Regions from separate parts of the Bombyx mori genome. Here region 1 is linked to region 2. A link is a contact called in public Hi-C data. All regions are on one chromosome and are shown on one strand. Each heading gives the region's core, a stretch centred on a gene start, on an enhancer-like site or on the middle of the called end of the contact. The rest is flanking DNA. Distances are from core to core; before and after follow the strand shown. Region 1 holds the start of LOC101738291 (bicaudal D-related protein homolog). Region 2 overlaps LOC101738291 (bicaudal D-related protein homolog).

Region 1 (4,971 bases), core at 1,101-3,600, 68 kb before region 2:
CTGGGACGCCTCCCTGGGACCTGGAAGCGGAGGCGCTCGCTGCGGATTACGCGTGGCGATGCGATCTCTGCTCCAGGGGGGAGCCGCGTCCTGGCGCGGCGGAAGTTCGAGCGCGGAAGCTTCAATCTCAGCGTTCCGTGCTCGAGGCGTGGTCTCGCCGCCTGGCGGACCCCGCCTACGGGCGACGGACCGTCGAGGCGATCCGCCCGGTCCTCTCGGACTGGGTGAATCGCGACCGAGGACGTCTCACCTTCCGAGCGACGCAGGTGCTCACGGGACACGGCTGTTTCGGTCGCTACCTGCACCTCGTCGCCCGGAGGGAGCCGACTCCGAAGTGCCACCACTGCAGTGGCTGCAACGAGGACACGGCGGAGCACACGCTCGCGTACTGCCCCGCTTTCGCGGAGCAGCGCCGCGTCCTCGTTGCAAAAATAGGACCGGACTTGTCGCTTCCGACCGTCGTGGCTACGATGCTCGGCAGCGACGAGTCCTGGCAGGCGATGCTCGACTTCTGCGAGTCCACCATCTCGCGGAAGGAGGCGGCGGAACGGGAGAGGGAGAGCTCTTCTTCCCTCTCGGCGCCGTGCCGCCGCCGTCGGGCCGGGGGCCGGAGGAGGGCGTTTGTCCAGCTCCAGCCCCTATGAGGAGGCAGTCTCCTCCCGGTGATGGTCACGGGGCGACCTAAGGGGGTTGAGGCTGCGCCGCACGCTACCGTCACTCTAGCGCGCTGGCACCAGGAGGACGGGACGGCGCGTCGGCGGCTGCGGACTGCGATGCGGTCCGCATTTTCGTCGTCGCTGTCGTCGCCGAACATACTGTTGAAGAGCAACCCGGTCGGCGGTGTATCGCGTTCCGACCCGGCAGGCTGGTTCTGGCCCAGCGGGGTATCCCGGAACACCAGCGGCACCGCCCGGGCGGCCTGGTAGGGCCGCCGTACCGCGGAGACTGACGTCGTTGGTCGTCGACTATCGCCTCGACGACCCGTCAGTCGGGCGTCCTCGGGGTGGCGTGACCTTAGAACTTATATCTCAAGGTGGGTGGCGCATTTACGTTGTGGATGTGTATGGGCTCCAGTGACCACTTAACACCAGGTGGGCTGTGAGCTCGTCCAACCATCTAAGCAATAAAAAAAAAGAAAAAGAAAAAATACGCTTTGAAAAACATCGATTCGTACAATAACCATAATAATAGCCTCTTTTGGTATTATGAGATCATTTCCCGACTTAGTCAGCATTAATAAAAAAGTTTTAAAATTTGTTCAATTTTAATCCTCTCTCCATATTACCTTGATATTTATTGTCCTTGTCTAGCACTAAGGTTTTTGAATCACCTGATTGTTTGTCTCCGTTGCACCTGGTGAATTAAGGCAAAGATTAGATAATAATGACAGACCAGTTTTGGTGATAAAGCTTAATATGAAAAAAATCAATTCTGAGTGTAAAGTGATGTTAAATTGGTACGTATTTTTGGAAATTTTCAGCAATTTGCTTAATTAATATGTAACACCATCTATGTCTATGAGTTGATAAAAAAGTTATGTTATTTTATGTTACATTTTTAAAATATCGGGCTACGAAATAGAATGTTTCTTTATGGATTCTTTTCTCTGATACTATACTAACAATTATTTTATTTTATTTTATTTTATTTATTAAACACACAATACACATCACAAGCTAAAAAGATACATAAAAACACAAGTAAAAAGAAACAAAATCTGGCTTACAACATAAGCCATGTGCGCACGACTACGCAAGACAAAGTGCTGAGTTTGTACATAGTGGTCCTTACATCTATACGACAAAACAACACGATAATAAAAACTAATCTAACTTTTAATGTAAGGAAATAATTTTATTCACAAGCTACAATTAAACAATTACACTACTTAACTTCAGTAGTAGTTTCTTTTGTAAACTTAAGCAATACTTATTAAGGACATCATTCATGGTCGTAGAACGGATAGGTGTAATAAAGTGAGTTCTAACCCACAAACCACAGCCCACTGAGTTTCTCGCCGGATCTTCTCAGTGGGTCGCATTTCCGATTAAGTGGTAGATTCTGCGAAGCACTGCTCTTGCTAGGGCTAGCGTTAGCAACATCGTCAGGTTTGAGAACCGTGAGCTATCCTATTAGCCCGGCGACGCTGACATGGTCTCTCTAGACCAGCGGTCGGGGAACATTATTAATTATTGCCCCAATTTTTTTTGTGTATTAACAAAAAAAAAACTTGTTAGGCTACGCAGACATAGCCTCTCAAGGCTACCTAGCCTTAGATAGGAAGAAAAAAGTAATAAAAATAAAAAAAAGATATTTTTTTTTCGTCTCTTATCGTTGCTTAATCTTTGAGCATCGCAACGCGTTCCGGCTCGGGAGGTTTCATACAGCGTTGTTGTGACCGATCCGTTGTCGAGGCAACATCGGCGCTGTGGTTCGCGCCGCGCGTTTATTGACATAACAATATTAACCGCGATACGTGCTCCGCGCTGTGCTGTGCTGTGTCAGTGTTGTGAAAATGTTACCGTAACATTAAAATGGCATTAAAAAAGGATTTCGATCTACCGAAGAACATATTCAAAATCAAAATCCCAAAAAACGTGAAAGTCCAACAGGCGTTCGAAAAAATATTCAAGAAGAGTAACTACACTAAAATCGCGCAGAGTTAATTCGGTTTGTTAACGTTTTTGTTTCATGTTAAATGGCCGGTGAGTTTAGTGCTTATAATATCAGTAGAAGTAGAAATTCCGAAATAGAACCGCCCGATCGTGACCAGTCCCCAAATTTCATAACCGATGCCACTGAGTTTATCGGTAAAGGTGATATAAGAAATTCGACCCCAATAAAGAAACACCGAAGAAGCAGAAGCAGAAGTGGCAACAGAAAGACCCCTATAGCTCTCAGCTTGTCTGATGAGAACTTCTATGAAGAACTAGAGGAATACGTCAGAGAAATGTCGGCGGTTAGAGATACAAGCGCGAATATGGACGCGAACACCGAGCAAGACGTGTGGACTCAACTACAGCAGAAGGAATCTGACCTTCTGCTTGCTGCGGAACTGGGGAAGGCTTTGCTAGAGAAAAACGAAGAGCTAAAGAAGGAACAAGAAAGGATCGCTGAGGAGTACTCCAAAAAAGTCGAGGTGAGTTATTTGTGTTCAAACTTTTTTTTAATCTATTTTTTATTGCTTAAATGGGTGGACGAGCTCATAGACAGCTACAACGTAAATGCCTTACCTTGTGATGTGAGTTCTAAGGTCTCAGTATAGTTACAATTATTAGTTATTTATTACACAAAAATATTATTCTTAATGTTGTTATACCATAAGCAGAAAAATATTTAAGAAATGCCGTGTTTATTTAGTTTTGATTAACTTAAAATAACATGCAAAGAAAAATACTTTAATATATCTAAATGTTGTTTTGGCGATGTTAACGGTACTATTATAGAAATATAACGTTATAATTTCGGTAACATGCGCTGTTTTACACCTTTATGTTTAAGCTTGCAAGTAAGAAATCGAGACTGTAACTGCTAACAATGAGTTATAGGAATCTCAGTTCTATACACTCTTGTATAAATGTCATGTTTCTCTGATTTAGTATTAGCGTTGCTACATTTAAGGATTGCGTTGTGTGAATGTTGCAATACGAAGCGAACTATCTCGATTTCGGATGAATAAAAAGTTTTAATGAAAATCAAAATATATACCATGTGTTTTTTTATTCCCGTCGACGGGCATATAATGCGCATGGTAAATGGACGCCGACGTCGCCCAAAACAAGTCATCTCGGATCCTCCCGAATCACTAACGGTGCTTTTAGGTACCTCAAGCACCGGTCATCGTTCTCGTCGAACCCGTCGCTTGCGACGAAGGGCTTGGCGAGTAAATTAACCCATAGACAGCCCACTGAGTCTCTCGCCGGATCTTCTCAGTGGGTCGCGTTTCCGATCCGGTGGTAAATTCTGCGAGGCACGGCCCTTGCTAGGGTTCGTGTTAGCAACATATTCAGGTTTGAGCTCTGTGAGCTTACCTAATAGCCCGGCGACGCTGACATATTCTCTCTAGAGTACTCTAGACCATCAGCTTAGGTAGGAATAAAAAAAAAGTAAATGGTTGCTACAGTCCTTGGACACCGGCGAGCTAAGCTTTATTATTCATTTAATAAAACTAGTTTTTAATGACGAGTTGTATAGCTGGTCACAATGAAACATATTAAGTATCGTTTTATTTAATGATTATTTCCTATAACTGATGAGTAAGAACTCAATGGCAGGTTGTAAATTAGTGATAATTATAACGATTTCTTTACGTTTTTCAAATATTAATTCATCTTACAATATACTTTTATAAATCGTGGCTAAAAAGGTAAGATGTCTGGTCTATTCGTATAAATAGACCGATGCGCCTATGAAATCCCGAAGGCAGGTACCAATTTTTCTAAACAAAATTTCTACTATGAGAAATTACACAATACTTAATTACTGACGGCAGTGAGTCCGCACGGGTAGGTATCACCATTTTACCTATTTGCGCCACTAAGCTGTCATGCGTTCCGGTTGTACAATGCAATTCACACTACGACCTCATGTCTCATGGTGTTTTTATTTAAATTGCCGTCACTCATGGACATCAGCAATGTCAGGGACAGACCGAAGCCGCTGCCTACCAACATATGCACACTGTAATCTCTATGGGCCTTATGACTATAAGAATCCTATAAGATTAGCGCGAGCCGCAGATGTAATTTAAATATACACTTTTATTGTTTAACTAGCGACCCGCCCTCGCTTCGCTTCGGAAACTGTAATTTATTATTGATTTCTCCACTATTTAATGGATGTTATTATACATATAAACCTTCTTCTTCAATCACTCTATCTATTAAAAAAACCGCATCAAAATCCGTTGCGTAGTTTTAAAGATTTAAGCATACATAGGGACAGACAGATATTCCTATAGAAAGTGACTTT
Region 2 (4,913 bases), core at 34-2,533:
GCAATAAAAAAAAAAAAATTAAAAACTTTTTTCACTAGCCCATCTAATATAATTAAAAAATATTCTACTAATTCCACACCTGTACTTTTAGTTACCGCCGCATTCGCGTTCCGTGACAATCGACTATTGCAACCAAACATTATAGGTCTGAGCACGCGCGTCCCCGACTCCTAAAGCAACATAAGGCAATCGCACATGACTTAAAGACTACTGGTAGACAGTAGAGAGTTGAGCTGTTTAGTTGAACTTCGAGGATTTATGGAGCGCGCTGACCTGAGGAATAAAAGGACGTACCCTGCTAACCAGAACTCATGGGACGTTTGTAGCTGAAACAGGCAATAAGGTGGGCCAATCCTAGTTGGCATACCAGTTACTACGCAAATTTTTAAAGTGTTTCATTTTCATTACTCTATATCGTTCCCCCATCGTGGATCCATAAGGGACGTGTATAATATATAATGCTGCCTGCATACTCAAATACATCGGGACTTGTCTCCTTTTTAATACGCTTTTATTAGCTTCAGACGTATGTATGTATGTAACAGAATCTTTGAACATGGTTTTGATCCCCTTCCAAACGTCAGATTAACTCGAAATTTAGCATACTTATTACGGGTCGATGACAACTTAATATTTAAAAAAAAAAAGAAAAATTGAAATTTATTTAAAAAATGAATAATAAATAATAGTATAAAGAAACTAAAAAAATACGCTTTTATAGAAAATTCAACTAAAAAATAGAAAATAAATTTTAATAAATTTGAATTGAAAATAGTGTAAGAAAAAATGATTTCATTGTAAAAAAGCGTGGAGTGCTTTTCAGCATATTATCAAAATAACCCTTCTACTCATATCTGTTCATAAAATATTTATAACTATTATTTATTATTTTATTTATTTTATTAGTTATTTCTAACACAATTGTATCATTTCATACACTGGCTCTATCACCTATTAGGTTACTTCAAAATCGGATCAGCGCCGACAGATAGCCCATTGAGTTTCTCGCCGGATCTTCTCAGTGGGTCGCGTTTCCGATCCGGTGGTAGATTCTGCGAAGCCCTGCTCTTGCTAGGGTCAGTGTTAGCAACACTCCGGTTTGAGTCCCGTGAGCTCACCTACACACGTTAGGGTAAAGCTGAAATAGCCTCTCAAGGCTATCAGCATAGGTAGGAAACAAAAAAAAAGCCAACAGTTGTACCGACCAGTGCAGACCATTACAATTGTAACGGTCACTTATCATCATCAGCCTATAGCAGTCCACTGCTGGACATAGGCCTCCCCAATTGCTCGCCACTGAGCACTACCCTCGGCTTCTCTCATCCAGTTCATGCCAGCCACCCTGCACAGATCACCACTCCACCGAGCCTGAGGGCGTCCTGCACTACGTTTTCCAATTCGTGGTCTTCACTCGAGAACGCGTTTACCCCAACAATCACTTAAATGACACTTAATACAAGTTTGGCGATGATTTCAACGGTAATATATATTTCATAAAAGAATGTACCAAAAGACAAAACCCGATCAGCCATTCGTCGGGTTGTTGAAAAAACTGTGCTTGCTTTTATTCGGAACTACTATTTTACAATACATTTTTAAATTTACTAGTTATACAATTACTAAAGTTACATTTTTAGCCAGTATTTTATTTATTAAGTAATTTAACAACCTAAAAGCACATAATATTATTATCTGCAACACGCTTCGTCAGATTATAGAAACAATACAAGTTGTAACTAAAATGTCCATATAAGACAATGGACATGTCTTCATAGCTTCATAAAGTAAGTGCTTGATAGTAGCGTAAATGTCCTTCGAGCGTCTCTCTGTTGTGATTCCGTCGTCGACCTATATCTAACACACTTCGGTCATGTGTTTCGTGAAAATTCTCGTTTGATATCACTACACCTGCAACAATTGGTATTGCAAGGTACGCCCATACCTTTTCTAAAGTATCAAAAACAGCTTAGCGACTTCAAACAAACAAATGCAATTTAAACAAGTATCAAATGTTTGGATGCATTACAATTACATTACATTAACTTTGTTTCAGTTCTTTACCGAGTGTCAGCTTTGTAAGTCAGTGAAAGTGACACAATAAAAGCTCGTATTATTCTTAAATCATAACATCGTATCAATTTGGATATGCCACTGACAGTGTCTAAGAATGGCCATTGTGAAAACGTCCTACATGACTGTGTAATCAAAAGATGTACTCTAGCCAGATTTAGTTCAGGGCTGTCAGTAGCCATGATTTCAATTTAGAGGGACGCGTAGCTTGTTGACTGGAAGCTACAGTTGGTTCGGACTTTTTCTAAGATATACATTTAACGTTTGGTTTACTTGTGAACCCTAAAGGGTGTCGGCGTTATCTGTTGTGAAATCATTCATTTAGAAATTCAAGCCAATGTCTTCAGGTGAAAGAGATTTCTACTATTCTCCCAGAACTAGGTAGCTTATGATTGTTTTATTGAAATGGTATACATTCACCATTGCCACTGCGTTACGACAAATGCATTGGTATCCATTTAGTGTAGAATCCGGAAATTGTGAAAACAATGTAATAATTCGCAAAAAGTAAATCTTTATAGAACGTGGCAGCCCTGAGTTTTGTTCTTACGGTTCATGGGTTCACATAAGTCGTTCAACGTGTCTGAACTGGGTCGGTGAACACTATACAATGGCTTTCGTCAACCCTATTTCTGTGGAGTTTCTAGTAGGAAATACTAGTACTTATTACTCTCTTATTCATATGAGATTACGCTGATTTCTGAATTATACTGCGATGGCTGGTGGTGTGATGATGAAGAGGTTTGTAGACAAATAGTTCCTAGAAAATGTGACTGGAAACGAATCTATTTAGATGACCTAATTCATATGCTTTGAGCCCGCTGAATTTCTCGCTGGATCTGTGATAGATTTTACTGGTGGTAAGACCTCTTGTCCGCACGGGTAGGTACCACCACCCTGCCTATTTCTGCTGTGTAGCAGTAATGCGTTTCGGTTTGAAAGGTGGGGCAGCCGTTGTAACTATACTGAGATCTTAGAAAATATATCTCAGAGTGGGTGGCGCATTTACGTTGTAAATGTCTATGGGCTCCAGTAACCACTTAATACCAGGTGGGCTGTGAGCTCATCCACTCATCTAAGCAATTAAAAAAAAATGCTTTGAGCCCGCTGAGTTTCTCGTTGGATCTTCTCAGTGGGTTGTGATTCCGATCCGATGTTAGATTCTACGAAGCACTGCTCTTGCTAATGCTAGTGTTAGCAAATTCTCACAGGTTGAGCCCGTGAGCTCACCTACCCTTCCGGGCGTAGCTGCAATATGCCCTTAGGCTCCCAGCGAATAGGTAGAGCAAATAAATGCTTTATTGAAAACTGTATTCAAGATCTTAACCACGATTCGTTTTATAGTATGTAGTCTAGTACATTAAATGGCGTGCCAGCGTCTCTACGTGTGCCAGCGAGTATACCCGGCGTTTTCCGGATCATATCGTAACTTATTACTCTATGTTTTTTTTTTTTTTTTTTGTTGCTTAGATGTGTGGACGAGCTCACAGCCCACCTGGTGTTAAGTGGTTACTGGAGCCCATAGACATCTACAGCGTAAATGCGCCACACACCTTGAGATATAAGTTCTAAGATCTCAGTATAGTTACAACGGCTACCCCACCCTTCGAACCGAAACGCATTACTGCTTCACGGCAGAAATAGGGGGGTGGTGGTACCTACCCGTGCGGACTCCCAAGAGGTCCTACCACCAGTGATGAAATTAATATTATTAATTAATATTAAAATATGCTAATAGTTAGCACAATACGTAAATGTCAACGGAATAACACTTTAGTACTCCGTGACTATGAACAACTTGAAAGTATTCGGAACATCAGAAATCAAACCCGCAAAATTATAATTTGCGTTATTACTGGTGGTAGGACCTCTTGTGAGTCCGCACGGGTGGTACCACTACCCCGCCTATTTCTGCCGTGAAGCAGTAATGCGTTTCGGTTTGAAGGGTGAGCCAGCCGTTGTAACTATACTGAGACCTTAGAACTTATATCTGAAGGTGGGTGGCGCATTTACGTTGTAGATGTCTATGGGCTCCAGTAACCACTTAACACCAGATGGGCTGTGATCTCATCCACTCATCTAAGCAATAAAAAAAAACATATATCAAGGAATTAAAACAGTACAAGTATACGACTTGGGAAAACAAAGAAAATACCCATATAATTTACGAGAAATTTCCTCGGAGTTCGTTCAGCCATTTTTTCGTCGTCGAATAACAAACATAATATAAACTTTCTGATTTATTGTATTAGTATATTATACATATATACTATGATATTATTATATAGTACTTTTATTGTATATTGTAATAGTATGTAACTGTATAGTTTAAAAACAACTGCTTTTTTGTGATCTTTGTTTTGTTGGGCCGATGAGTTCACTATAGACCTTGTATTAAAAGGAGAATAAATAAAATAAATAAATAAATATTTACTAACAATCACGCCACGTTAACTGGTCCCGTGATAAGTTCGTAAAGAGCTTGTGTTACAGGTACCAGATAACGGAAATAAATGTAAGATTTATATTATACACGTACATATATTTAATATACATCCATAACCCTGGAAACACATTTATATTTATCATACAAATATCTTCCCTTGGCGGGATTCGAACCCGCGACCCCCTTGTGTAGTGACCATGTCACTTACCACTACACCAGACGGCCGTTAATTAAATGAAACAATAAAAAGAAAATCGTCATTGAGGAATGAGGTCGTTGTCTCAATTAAGACGGGTAACGGCTGTCTCACTCTTAAAACCTTATCTCATAATACTAACACACGGCTAGAAACATTCGTAATCATGCGACAATATGAAACAACAACACAAAATTAAGA

Evidence for each region. Hi-C and Micro-C count contacts between places; a contact is called where the count stands out from the background.
Region 1: a contact with region 2 is called in a Hi-C map of whole pupa, with 2.6 times the contacts expected there. The contact joins the promoter of LOC101738291 here to the enhancer-like site in region 2. A contact is called at or near these places in 2 of 7 Hi-C or Micro-C datasets (posterior silk gland and whole pupa).

Annotation. Positions count from the first base shown.
Region 1 is chr16:13,073,862-13,078,832 of ASM3026992v2, reverse strand. LOC101738291 (bicaudal D-related protein homolog) reads left to right here and starts at 2,350. Exons shown (of 9, transcript XM_038016571.2): 1 at 2,350-3,139. The coding sequence starts at 2,699. It overlaps LOC101738158 (coiled-coil domain-containing protein 63), which reads right to left and starts at 1,357. Exons shown (of 11, transcript XM_062673146.1): 1 at 1,286-1,357.
Region 2 is chr16:13,005,126-13,010,038 of ASM3026992v2, reverse strand. All of the region lies in intron 1 of LOC101738291 (bicaudal D-related protein homolog), which reads left to right. Among protein-coding and RNA genes, the nearest start is that of LOC101738429, 43 kb to the right of the region's middle. Within about 2 kb of position 1,283, at least 4 of the 8 cell types and tissues checked have open chromatin away from gene starts, as enhancers often do.